Linked DNA regions of Columba livia: region 1 is linked to region 2. Evidence: chromatin contacts called from public Hi-C data. All regions are on one chromosome and are shown on one strand. Each heading gives the region's core, a stretch centred on a gene start, on an enhancer-like site or on the middle of the called end of the contact. The rest is flanking DNA. Distances are from core to core; before and after follow the strand shown.

Region 1 (5,667 bases), core at 2,825-5,324, 45 kb before region 2:
AAACACAAGGATTTACTACCTTTTTTTTTTTTTTTTAAATATATATAGCTTTTACAATCAATCCCCACACTAAGCCTGAATATTAAATTATTCTAGTGTGCAAATATGCTCACTTGCCTGAGCATATGATTTTTTTTTTGTATCTGACATTGTCTTGTTTACAGGGCTATTATTTTCCTCTAGTGGAATATCCTCCACATTGTCCAGTCAAGCCACTGGTATCTCCTAAAGCAAAACAAGTATGTTCTGAACCTGGATTTGTTTTTTGCTTCTGAGAAATGGTGTTACTGAAGGGTTTTGGTTTGGCGGGTTTTTTTTTTCCTTCGCTGAGACAACATATTGACTCTGCTGCAGTGTTCCTGCTGGTGCATGGCTGGTTACTGCACTATAATCAAAGCATATGATTGACTCAAGCTTTCAAGAAAGAAGATATGGAATTTATTCAAAGAGCTATCTGGGGGTGGGAATACTTTCAACAATACAACTGTCCTTTTATAATCTGTTTCATTCTTATTTTACTCCTAAGTACTTTTTTGTATGCTTAGAAAGCTATGCCTTTAAAAATACCCTTTCCAAACTTTGGAATGAAGAGCTGGTAATTTTCCCCGTTGTTGCAATAGTACATTAGTGTGATAAATCATGGGTATTCCTGACAAAACAGGTGCTTTTCATAATCCAATGAAGCAAAGTCCATGCTTACTCCAGGAGAACAAACATTTTTGCTTGGGAAGATCACTTTTGCTTTTAAGCTAGAAAATAACATTGCAATTGAAATCCTCATAGTACAACTGATGTTAGCGAACATTGGCTAAAAGCACTGGACTTGCTAGGCAGTGAAAATTTCTCATTTAAAATCTCTCTCAGTTGATAAATGTATACGTTTATACATAAGAACATGTAAGAGTATCCAGGCTTTCATATACGATGGTTAAACCTTGCTTTTGCAGGGACTCTAAAAATGAACTTCAGGAGTGCAACCATGGAAACAACGAAAAATGGGAATTCAGTTAGCTTCTCTGGCATTTGTGGATCTTTCCATGAAAGCACTACAAATCATGGACTTAAAATGCACAATAGGTGCATTGTTTCACAATGTTTCTTTCTCCCCATTTTCGTTGAAAAACCCAAGGCATAACCAAACATCAATGTAAAGCATGGCAAAGGAAGAAGTTAAACTTTCAGAATAGATGAAACTTTTTATGTAATTAGCACTTCAGCATCTGGATGGGCAGGAACTAGTGAAAGGAAGCTGGATCAATACATCCATTTGATGCTTTTCCCCACATGACTGCAGAGCATTATGAAATTTTACCCGCAGCCCAGAATTCAGTGAAATTAAGCAAAAAGTTTATTTATTTGCAGTGAAAGTTTTCTAAATGAAGGTTACAGTCTCTTCAATACTTAGCTCTGCTTGCCTAAGAGTTACAAATATATTGTTGGAAACAAGCTAACACCCAAAATAGGGATGTGCAGATAATGCAAAATGTCTCATCTGTTGACTGATCACAGGCACTTTGCTAGCCAGCTCTCAAGTGTCCACTGGTGACTACTGGAGAGGATATTCTTAACATTCTCACCGGCACTTGAAACCTTGACTTACCTCCTAATCCTACCAGCAACACATTTCAACAGCCACTTACAAATGCACAGCCACTACTGTGTGAATCATTTCCTAAAACACGTCGCTGTCTGTTCTGGAGCCTGCTCTTTCCTCTTTCTGCACTTCTATTTCAAACAGCACCACCGCTCTAATTTGTTATCTGTGATTGCTACAAAGCTCTGTCAGGGCAACCTTCTCCCATCAGTGGGCTATGCCAGCATGGACATGGAGCCAGCAGCTTCCTTTCAGTTCTCGAGTTGTAACGAAAGAGGACAACTACTGTTTGTTAAACAGCACAGCTGCGCTGAGTGTACTTACTGCAAAGTGCCAAACGCTCAGCAGCCACTCTTTCACAGGGGAGTGGCTCCTAAAGCAGCTTTACAGACCTGCAAGATGAGCTGTCTCTTTGTCTGAGCTTTATTGCTTTCAGCTTTTTGCCTCCTTCCTTCCAGAGGAAGGGAGGATATAAACACCTGACTTCTAAGTCAGCCCCCAAAAAGGCTGCTGTAGTGTGCTATTGCAGGCTTCCCTCCCCACTACTCTAGCACTAACCAGCCGATACATCAGCTATGCAAAACAGAACATAGCCAGTTCTTTTGACCGCTTTTTCCCAGAACATACCACCTAGAGAAATGCCAGCTCTCCAGGTGTCAGGGCAGATCCCACAGTACAGCTGACATGTTGCTGTAGCACTGAGCCAGCAGAGCTGTGAGAGGACAGGGCACAGCCTCAACTGTGCTAACCCCACATTCTGCCTGCAATCGCCTGTCCCTCCAATCCATCCAGGCAGACTGCTGGGCTCACACAGACACAGTGCTCCCCGTGCATTACCCAGCTTGCTCAAAAAGCACTGCTCTGTATCACACCTGTGCAGCCTTGCGGAAAAAAAGGTGGGTTTGGCCACTTACAGACACTTGTTGGAGGAGCTAGAGGATCAGTTAGCGCAGATTTACATAAGCGGTGCCTGACAACATGCCACTTCTTTGTGTAATATCGATATTTTGATTATAAAAGCCAGTGCTTGTTCCCCCAGAGATCAGTGTGTACAGATCCCAGAAGATACAGCCTCTGGGGTTATTCACACTTGTACCTCTCCTCCCAGACCAACCCTCACATTGGTCAGGCTCATTTTTGGAGAGAAGAGCAGAGTCACAGTGCTGGGTAAAATTAAGGCTGTATTAGTACCTATCACCGGCTCCAGAGGCCTTTCTCTCTCCTCACTATCTGGTCTGAACCCTCACACTCACTTTCAGTGGCACAACTACAAGTTTCTTGTGCTGTACTACAAAATATGGCCCTGACATGGTGCAGGTAGGATTAAAAAGGTAGCATGGGATGGCAGGAGAAGGGTGGGAGATGCTTTTACTCCAAAGCCACAGCAAAGAGCTGCACCCAAAAAACCCCTTAATTTCCCATTCTTCATGTAACATGTCACCGCATATACAATCAAGAATTCAGTATATTTCTGCTTCATTTTAAATGTCTAAAATATTAAGTAACATTTACTGTGCTACATAACCATATGCAGATTATACAGACACACAGTGTAGTCACGTAATTGTGTTAAACTTCTTAATTCAAGTAGAGGGCCTTGAAGCATGCAAAAGCAAACAATTTTTGCTACTGAACTTCTGAACCTCAGTAGAAGGCCCCATGGTCTGCTAAGGAGAGAGAAAAATTTATGATAGTTAGCATCACTGGCGACTTGGGAAATTTCTGCTCATTGGTGATCCCAAGGATGACAACAACAACAACAAAAAAAAACAAGAAAAAAAAAAACCCAACACCTCCTCTTTTTACTTAATAAATCAAGAATCAAATAGTAAATTCACATTCTAAGGCTAATAAGAAGTCACTTCTAAGGAGTTATTCATGGAAGTCCCCAACACAAATGTAAATATTACTAATGAGAAAAAAAGTATGTTACTGTTGCCCTAAGCAATTATAAATAAAAACAAATGAAGTGTAGCTGAAGACACAAGAGTAAAGAACAAGAAATAACCAATGGAATGAAAATCTCAGAAATTTTCAGCCTCCCGGGCAGCCTCCTACACTGTCACACATGTAAAGCTGCATTGTTTCTGTTTACGCAGAAAGGGCTTTGCCCTGTGATATTTGGTCAGGAAGTTCTAGCATAACCACCAGTGCCTCCTTCTGCTTCGTAGCCACACAAATAAGCTTATTTTTTCATAGAGCAAACTCAGTCCCCAAAAAAATCCCTCCTCCATAAATCTTATAATTCCCTGTGCCATTCAAACGCTCCACAACCACTCCTACGACTGCAATCACATAAATACTGTGATGTTCGGTGTGGCATATTAAATACTGTGAAACTAAGAGCTGGATTCTGTTTGCTAGTCAATAGCATAAGAAATGGGGTCACTGCACTGCAACTGAACAAGGAAGTCTAGAAATGACTGTTCTGACAACTTCTGGCTTACAGTATTTAAAGAAAACCAACCAGACTGTAACACATGCCAAGCACTTACACACGTACTACGTGCGTAGTTACACATGTACTAAATTCTACGCCAACGACTCGCTATAATCAGCTCAACAGGATTTTTCAGTGTGTTAACTAAACTACAGAAGTACGTGCTCTGGCAGGGCACAGACCATCCTTCTCTCCAGGATTTAAGCTGGGGAAATAAGGTCGGGCAGTTAGTGACTTAACACAGCAAGGTTAGGCCTTCATAATTACAATCTGACATTTCCAAACACTTTTCATATGCTGTTTAAGAAATAGGAAAGATTATGCTTTAAAAAACAAACAAACCCATACCTTAAAGAGTGTCACAGTAATCTCAACATTTTCAGGAACAGGCCATACCACCACCCCACGGTATGGGTTCTTGATTCCAGGCTGCCAACTATGAGCCTAAAGGAAAAAAAGAAACAGTTGTCTTAAAGCCATTATAATAAGTGCTGATTCAACTCCCATGTAGGTAGAAATAACATGTTACTGACTCAAAAAAGGCAGTGTTCTTAAAGCTATGACTCTACTGAACACTATAAAAGACATTATTAAGAATGATAGTGAGAAAACTCAGACTATTAGCAGGCTTGCTTTTTTTTTTTTCCCCCTACTGAATGAAATATGTTCCTCACAAGGTCCCAAGGCCTATTTTCTAACGTACATAGCACAGGTCAGGACACTCAGAGACCTGCAAAAAATTAAGGCCTTACGGCCAGAGCTTCTGTAGCAAGATGAGCTTTATTTTGTTTTTATCCAAATGAAGGAATACATTTATTTAAAGAACACGAATACAGCACATAGTGCAGGCTTAACCACGTTTAGACCTAAATAGAGAAGAAAAGAAGAAAAAAAAATAAAATCAAACCACAAAGCCAAATACAGCGATTTATAATACATCTTAAATGCTACTAAAACATTTAAATTCTTAAGGATTAATATGCTGTGATACCTACACCTAGAAAAGATAATGAAAAACACAATTGTAAAATAGACTGAGAACCAATTTGGACTGATGTACAGTATGTATTTAGATTTTAACAGATAGTCCCGAAAAATGACTTGTGTGAGTGTTTTTGTTTTGGAATAAGTATGTTTTTTCTAAGCTCAACTTAATCCATTTTATGATGTTGTGGAGGAGGGATTCTGATGCACTAGTGACTGCTGAGGAGCAGGGGTGTTATTATAAATATGTGGAAATTTTATCAGGAAAGAATGTACCATCTACTTACTGTTATCTGAAGCAAATTAACTGGGCTTTTTTTTTTTTTTTTTAATTCTACAGCATCACTCACTGCAGTTTTATACTCCTTCCAGCACTCACAACTTCAGATTAAGACTGCCTATTAGAACAAATTTTTACTATAATAAGGTTAGTAGGACTTGTGCCTCAAGTTCTCAGGTACCCTAAGGTAACCTGGGCAACTTTAAACATGACTTTGCTATACCGAAGTGAGAAAAACAAAGATGGTGAAACAGTCCCATTCAGACTCACAGAGGCAATAACTCTCTGTACTGTGAGCAGTGTGTGCTCCAGGTGTCAGGCTCAGATCGGGCAGCCCCGTCACACATACCCGTTGCTTCCTGAACCCTC
Region 2 (6,088 bases), core at 126-2,625:
GAGCCTGTTTGGAAACATATCAACATGTCCTTTTATCAGCACCATCATAATTGGCAACAACAACAAAAAAGGGCAGGTCAGGGCCACACCAAATCCTTATGAAGCATCTCCGGGAAGCGATGCAAAGTGGCTGAGGTGCTGCCAATATGCACCCAGAGGGAGGGACACAGGGAGATGAAGACAACTTCTTTGTCTTGATGATAAAAGGTGTAACAGTTGTTTCCTCTCACATACACACCTCCTGCTCCCATTTCTCTTTCCAAGGAAAAGGAACAGCCAAGAAGGAGGCAAGGGAGTGTTACTACTAAAATGCTTACTACTTAAATCCTCCTGGGTGAGGAGAAAGATGAAAGAGGAAGGGGCATTTCCTGAGCCCTGGCTCCCCAGGATTCCCCATCTTCCTCGCAACGTAATATTGAAATGGAAATGCCTCTCCATCCTGAACCGAGAAACCCTCATCAGGGAGCTGAAAAGGGAGAGAAGAAACCCAGACAGGTCTTCTCCCTCCAAAGGAAAGCAGCATCCCTGCTGGGTGCGGCGGAAAACCCTCTTCATTAGGAATAAGGGGAAACCAGAGGTGGCCGCACTTGGCGAGAAGACGGGGTAGGACAGCATCACAGCTGGCCAGGAGGCAACCTGGCTCCAGGAATGTCCCCCTAGAGAGGGCCGTCCCCACGGAGCCCCGGGGCGAGGAGCGGCCCGCTCCGGCTCGCCGGCCCCTGTCACCTCAGCGCCCAGCCCGCCTGAGCAGCGCCCCCCGCCGCCCTCGGCGAAAAGCCATTGGGGTTTTAAAACACCAACGGCGGGGAGCAAAGGAGGGAGAGGCGGCTCGGAAAGGGACGCGGGGCAGCGCGGGTGCACTCACCTGCCCCCGGCTCCCGCTGGGCGAGCGCGGGCGCTGGCACCACACGGCAGGCGAGAGGCAGCGCTGCCGCTGCCCATTACTGCGGCAGCCCCGCTGGCGGCAGCGCCCCACGGCTGTCTCCGTCCTCCTGTAGACTCATGGTGAGCACTGGGCACACAGCGGTTCTCCTCGCCGCACCGGCCGGGCAGCCAGCCCGGGTCCTGCCGCGCCTCACGCCACCACCATCGCCCTCCTGCCGGCGCTGCGCCTCGCCTCAACCCAGTCTGCCGCTCCCCCCGCCCCCTGGCGCAGCCCGCCCCGCCTCGCCATTGGCCCCACCGCGCGCCCTCCGCAACCCACTGGCTGCCGGCCCGTGTCAATCACCTGCTGGCGAAAGGGGCGATCCTCGCGCAACGGGGAAACGGAGGTAGTGAGGGAAGACGGAGCTTGCAGGCCCTCTTCTCCCGCCTCCAACTCAATCTTTTTTTTGATTGGCGGCAGCGCCCGAGGAGGCGGGGTTTCTTGTAAGGAAAAGCTACTCGATAGGTGTACACGGCCGCCCGTCAACGCGAAAGCGTTCGGCGATTGGCGGCGGGGCTTCCTAAAGCCGTGGGGTGGGCGGGGGCCGAGGAGCGGGCTGTCAGGGGAGGGGCGTGGCCCCAGGCAGCAGCGCCCGGGACCCGCCGTCGTCCGCGGGCCGGGGAGCGGCCAGCACGGGCTGCGCCGCCGGGAGGGGCAGCTCCCGCACCGGGAGGAGCGGCCGGGAGAACGGACGGGGGGAAACCGAGGCGGGAGTCTCATACGCCGCCTGTCATGTGGGCGCCGGAGACGGATCGAGACCGCAGGAGTGGAGGAAAAACCACAGTGAGGAACAGTAACGGGGCCGGGGCGGCTCCCGCCGGCCCTGAGGAGGTGTCGGTCAAGCGCCGAGCCTGACCCACATCCTGCAGCGGGTCTGGAGATGCTCTGGAGCCCTCACGGGGATGGGAAGTTTGGTCAAAACGAAATACAAAATTAGGTAACACAGACAGGGTGATATTTCTCTGCCGATTTAACTTGATCTCTAAACTTCACCAAAGCGCTGGGGTTTGGAAGTTCTGCACAGTTTCATGACTCTCCTGCTGCACACCCTGTCACTGGGGTGTCAGAGCCAGGTGAAAGCCCTTGGTTCCAGCACTAAGCTAAAATGAAACGGTGGCTTATTCTGGTGCAGTGAGAAAATGCCACACTGCTTTCTGTTCACCTGCCATCCGCAGCCTCTCCTTGCACCCGTACAGGTACGTTAAGTCTTGGATCCCAAAGTACGATTTACAACAGGTGTCAGGACAACAGGGTTGTGTGAGGTGCTGTAGGAGCTAATCCTCAACCCACTCGCCAGCCCGGTGAGAAACTCGGGCAGCTGTCAAGTGGAAGCACAGGGAAATAAAAAAGATGATGCAGTGAGGTCTGAGAGCAGCTGTAAAATTGCAGTCTTTGCAGTCATCTACGTTTCTTTCCCATGACAAACCAAATGGAGTCCAAGCCTGATCCATGGGCTGGGAAGCTCTGTATCCCAATCTTTTCCTGCTCTCCCCTAAGCTGCCTCTCTCCGTGCTGGTGTACTGCAGAGGCTGACAGCATTCAGCGCCTGGAGTGGGAGGAGAGAAAGAAAGAATGACAGTGTGGATGGCCACAGGCCTAAGCTGAACTAAGTTACTTTGGAGAGGGTGAATATTTGGGCTATTAAAAAGGTCAGCCCTTTGCTTATAATGTGTTAGTCTTCATTCCTTTGCCTTCTCTCAAGACAGATTTACTTATCTGAGCTGCCAGAGGGCATGCATTTTCTACCTATTTGGAGCTGTCCTGGAAGAGGCAGTGATTTTCTTGAAAGCCTTACACTGGGATGTGAAACATGGTTGTAGTACTCATGCAGGTTTTTTTTGAAATTTCCTTTTTTTTCTGAATAGTTTTTAAGTTACAATTTTGCAGGTTTGTCCAAGATTTCTGTCCGAGTTTTACAGCTGATCTGCACACACAGAATAATTCCAATACACTTGAGGGAGACGTTACTGGGTTTTTTTAAGTGCAGATCACCTGGCTAGGATTTGGGAAATGAGGACAGGATTTCCAGAAGACATCAGACTGAGAATGCACACATAAGCTCAATTCTGACTTGGAAAATACCAGATGGAAATCTGGCAGCTGTAAAGTGGATCAAACAAGCTAATTTAAAATTCTGGTGGCCCTGGGAAGATCCTTGGTTCCTCATACCGGGGAAATGTCAAGTAGTCAGTTGTACTGATTTTATTTCAGAAGGTGTCTTTATTCTGTATATATTACCAAGAGTTAATCTGTAAGTTTCTGTGATTTATCTTCTGAATACTATGCAGCATCCAGGCTAACTCCTCAGACATATCTTTGTCCAAAATTGTTTTCCTCAAACTGAGATAGGCACTTTCTGTCCCGTGGAATAAATGCAGAAGGTCTGGTGGTTTGTTCAGTGACTTGTATTTCAAACATCATTATTTATTAACATTTTCCATTTCCTTCATAGCTCTCAGGTTCAAGTTACACCAGGCCTAAGAAGTACACAGTATAAGGCTGCTTTTTCCTTCACTGAGTGGGGAGAAATGTAACACAGACAATTATCCTACAGATTATGTATTATTATTATTATTTATTTATTTTACGTTTCTTAAGACCAGTGACCCTCAGCTCTTGCAATTTTGGGGAAAGCTTTAGGAGACTTCAAAGAGTGTGAGCAATTACTCTGGAAAGAAGGGCAAGATCTTCAGCTGTAGATTGGAAGCCAGAGGCCACTGCAGCTTTCTCAGGTTACTGGCCTGTGTCTCAGACCACACCAATTCAAAAGCAGCTGTAACTTCTGTTGGCAGCTCACAGCCCAAAGGAACCAAGAATTGGTAAAAAAAGGATTAATACGGGCACGGATGAAGAACCCCTGGTCAGAGCACTCTGATGGATCAGGGAGGAAACCCCATGTTGACTTCACTGCCATACTGAAAAGATCTCATGACTTGTCCTGCCAGCCATAAGCCTCATTTATGCCAGTGATCCAGCAGAAACCACAGCTCAACCATGGAGCACGGTTCATGACCTGAGACAAAATCTAAGGAAATAGTCACATTTTTACTTGATCCAATATTATGAGCTTGATGGTGAAAACAAGCAAAGTGAGTTACACCAAAGTGCCCAATACTCACTTTTAAGGTCAATAGCTGAATGAACAACTCTCACATGATTCCGAGAAGGGTCCAAGGGTCCTCATGATTATGAACAAGATGATGCATCATGTTATATACAACTTCAAAGACCTCCTCTTCCGCAAGCAGGAAAAATAGCCATGTGATGAACTGGCAGATACTGTTTACTTTTTAAAGATACATAATATGTGTACTGCAATCTATTTAAACCCTATTACTGAGAAAACTCCCGCCTCCCTTTTCTGAGGAAGAACAGCTGTGGAAGTGTGTTTGTGTATATTTGAGCATGCCCTTATCTCTGTCATTCTGGAAATGGCACGGAGCTGGGTGCTGAGAGCTGCTTGAACTGGGAAGTTAATGGGACCGACCAGGGAGTCCCCAGAGCAACGTAATCTGGTTCTTTATAAGCAGCTGGTTCCACCAAGGACACCCTTACTATCCAATAATGCAGGCTTATGCTCTGTGGCTCCTCTTCCCCACCCCCCCACCACAGTGACACTAAAACATCCAGCCTCCCTCGCCATCTCCATAGAAATCCCAATGTTTCTCTTTTTCTGGATTTTGACTCCTGCTCCCTGGCTTTGGCCTAATGGTTGTAGATTGCAAGGCTCCCACTCCAAGTGGGAAGGTGATCTATGCTCTGTTGTTGTTATTGCCGGTTAAGCTTTATAGCTGTACAGCTTCTCCCTTATCCTTCAATGCCTCGTCATCAGCATGACTAAGGACAAGTTGTTCACCAATAAAGAAATGACCTTTGCTAGAAATAGCTATCATTATAAATCTCAGTTTCCCTGTCATTCTGTATATGAGCCTGTAGAAACGTCACCGAGGAAATCAACTAATTGGATTATGTCAAATTTGCAGAAGTGTTCAGCTTTTTGAGGCAATGGGCTATGCACACACCATTACCCTCACCTTCTACATTTTAAACTTTCTTATATTTCTAGATCACATCAGAAGACTGATCCTGTATTAATGAAAGGAGTGGAGAACTTGCACTGACCTCAGTAGGTCTGCGTAAAAGTACCATCCTGGTCCCCAATACATGTCACTAACTGATGCGTGACACCATAAAATTCAGCTCTGTAACAAGTAATGCTCACTAATTTCTATGGCAACATGCTTGTCTGCTCTTGTTCTTTGCCTCTTCACATCCCAACAATAATTTAAAAATATATTTACATAACAAATCATAAATATGTGTGCAGAAACAAAATATTTTTTTTAATCTTCTCTTCTTATTTTGTTTCTTGTTTGTTGCCATAAAAAATCCACTCAGCTGTCTTTTCACGTGATCTGATGACACCCAAAAGTCATTCTGTATTGGAGGGGGAAAATGTTTTGAATATTCCTTCTGCTAAATATTGATGACAACTGGGGAGGCAGGGGAAGTGTGGAATGCCCCGTTTTATTTGTGCAGTGAAAGTCTGACTTTGGCAGCTGAGAAAAGGCGATTCCCACATTGCAGAATTAGATAGCCTAGTTACTCTCCTAGCCTGTAACAACAGCAAATAATTTCAGCAATACTCCCAGCTCTACTTAAGGCACTAGGCATAAAAACATCATGATTTGTTCTTGCCTTACTAGTAAAAGAAACAGGTTTTAGGCTCACATTTTGCTAAACCCCTGACAGAGGCCGAGGCAGCCAGGCCAGCCTGGTACCCACCAGCACCCAGGTCACCTGTGCAGCGTTCCCAGCCCGGCCAGGTCCTGGGCACGGAACTGTGCACAGGCACCCATCCTGCAACCCTCTTCATCCAGAGCCTGTCCCCAGAGAGCAGCTCACGCCAGCTCTGCTGCCAAGGGTAATCTGCAGAGACAGGGCTTGGTTAACTCCATAGCACCTCTTTTTTAAACTGTATTTCATGGATTCCCCATTTTCACGTTCTTCTGTTGTGGCTGGAGCCTGCACTCATATGTGGTGAGACTCTGCTGAGCTTCAGCTAGGCAGTGGGTGCCTCTCCGCCAGGCTTTGTGCCAGAACAGGTACCCAAAAGGCCATTTCCTGGGGTGGCAGCCTCATTTCACAACCCCTTGGCTCTCC

The links. Hi-C and Micro-C count contacts between places; a contact is called where the count stands out from the background.
Region 1: a Hi-C map of crop shows a contact between it and region 2, with 1.9 times the contacts expected there. The contact joins the enhancer-like site here to the promoter of EHBP1 in region 2. A contact is called at or near these places in 2 of 2 Hi-C or Micro-C datasets (crop and liver).

What each region holds. Positions count from the first base shown.
Region 1 is chr3:111,395,533-111,401,199 of bColLiv1.pat.W.v2, reverse strand. EHBP1 (EH domain binding protein 1) reads right to left here. Exons shown (of 23, transcript XM_065059203.1): 4 at 4,383-4,478. Among named protein-coding and RNA genes, the nearest start is that of EHBP1, 46 kb to the right of the region's middle. Within about 2 kb of position 4,074, at least 1 of the 3 cell types and tissues checked has an H3K27ac peak away from gene starts, as active enhancers do.
Region 2 is chr3:111,347,374-111,353,461 of bColLiv1.pat.W.v2, reverse strand. It overlaps EHBP1 (EH domain binding protein 1), which reads right to left and starts at 1,375. Exons shown (of 23, transcript XM_065059203.1): 1 at 1,229-1,375.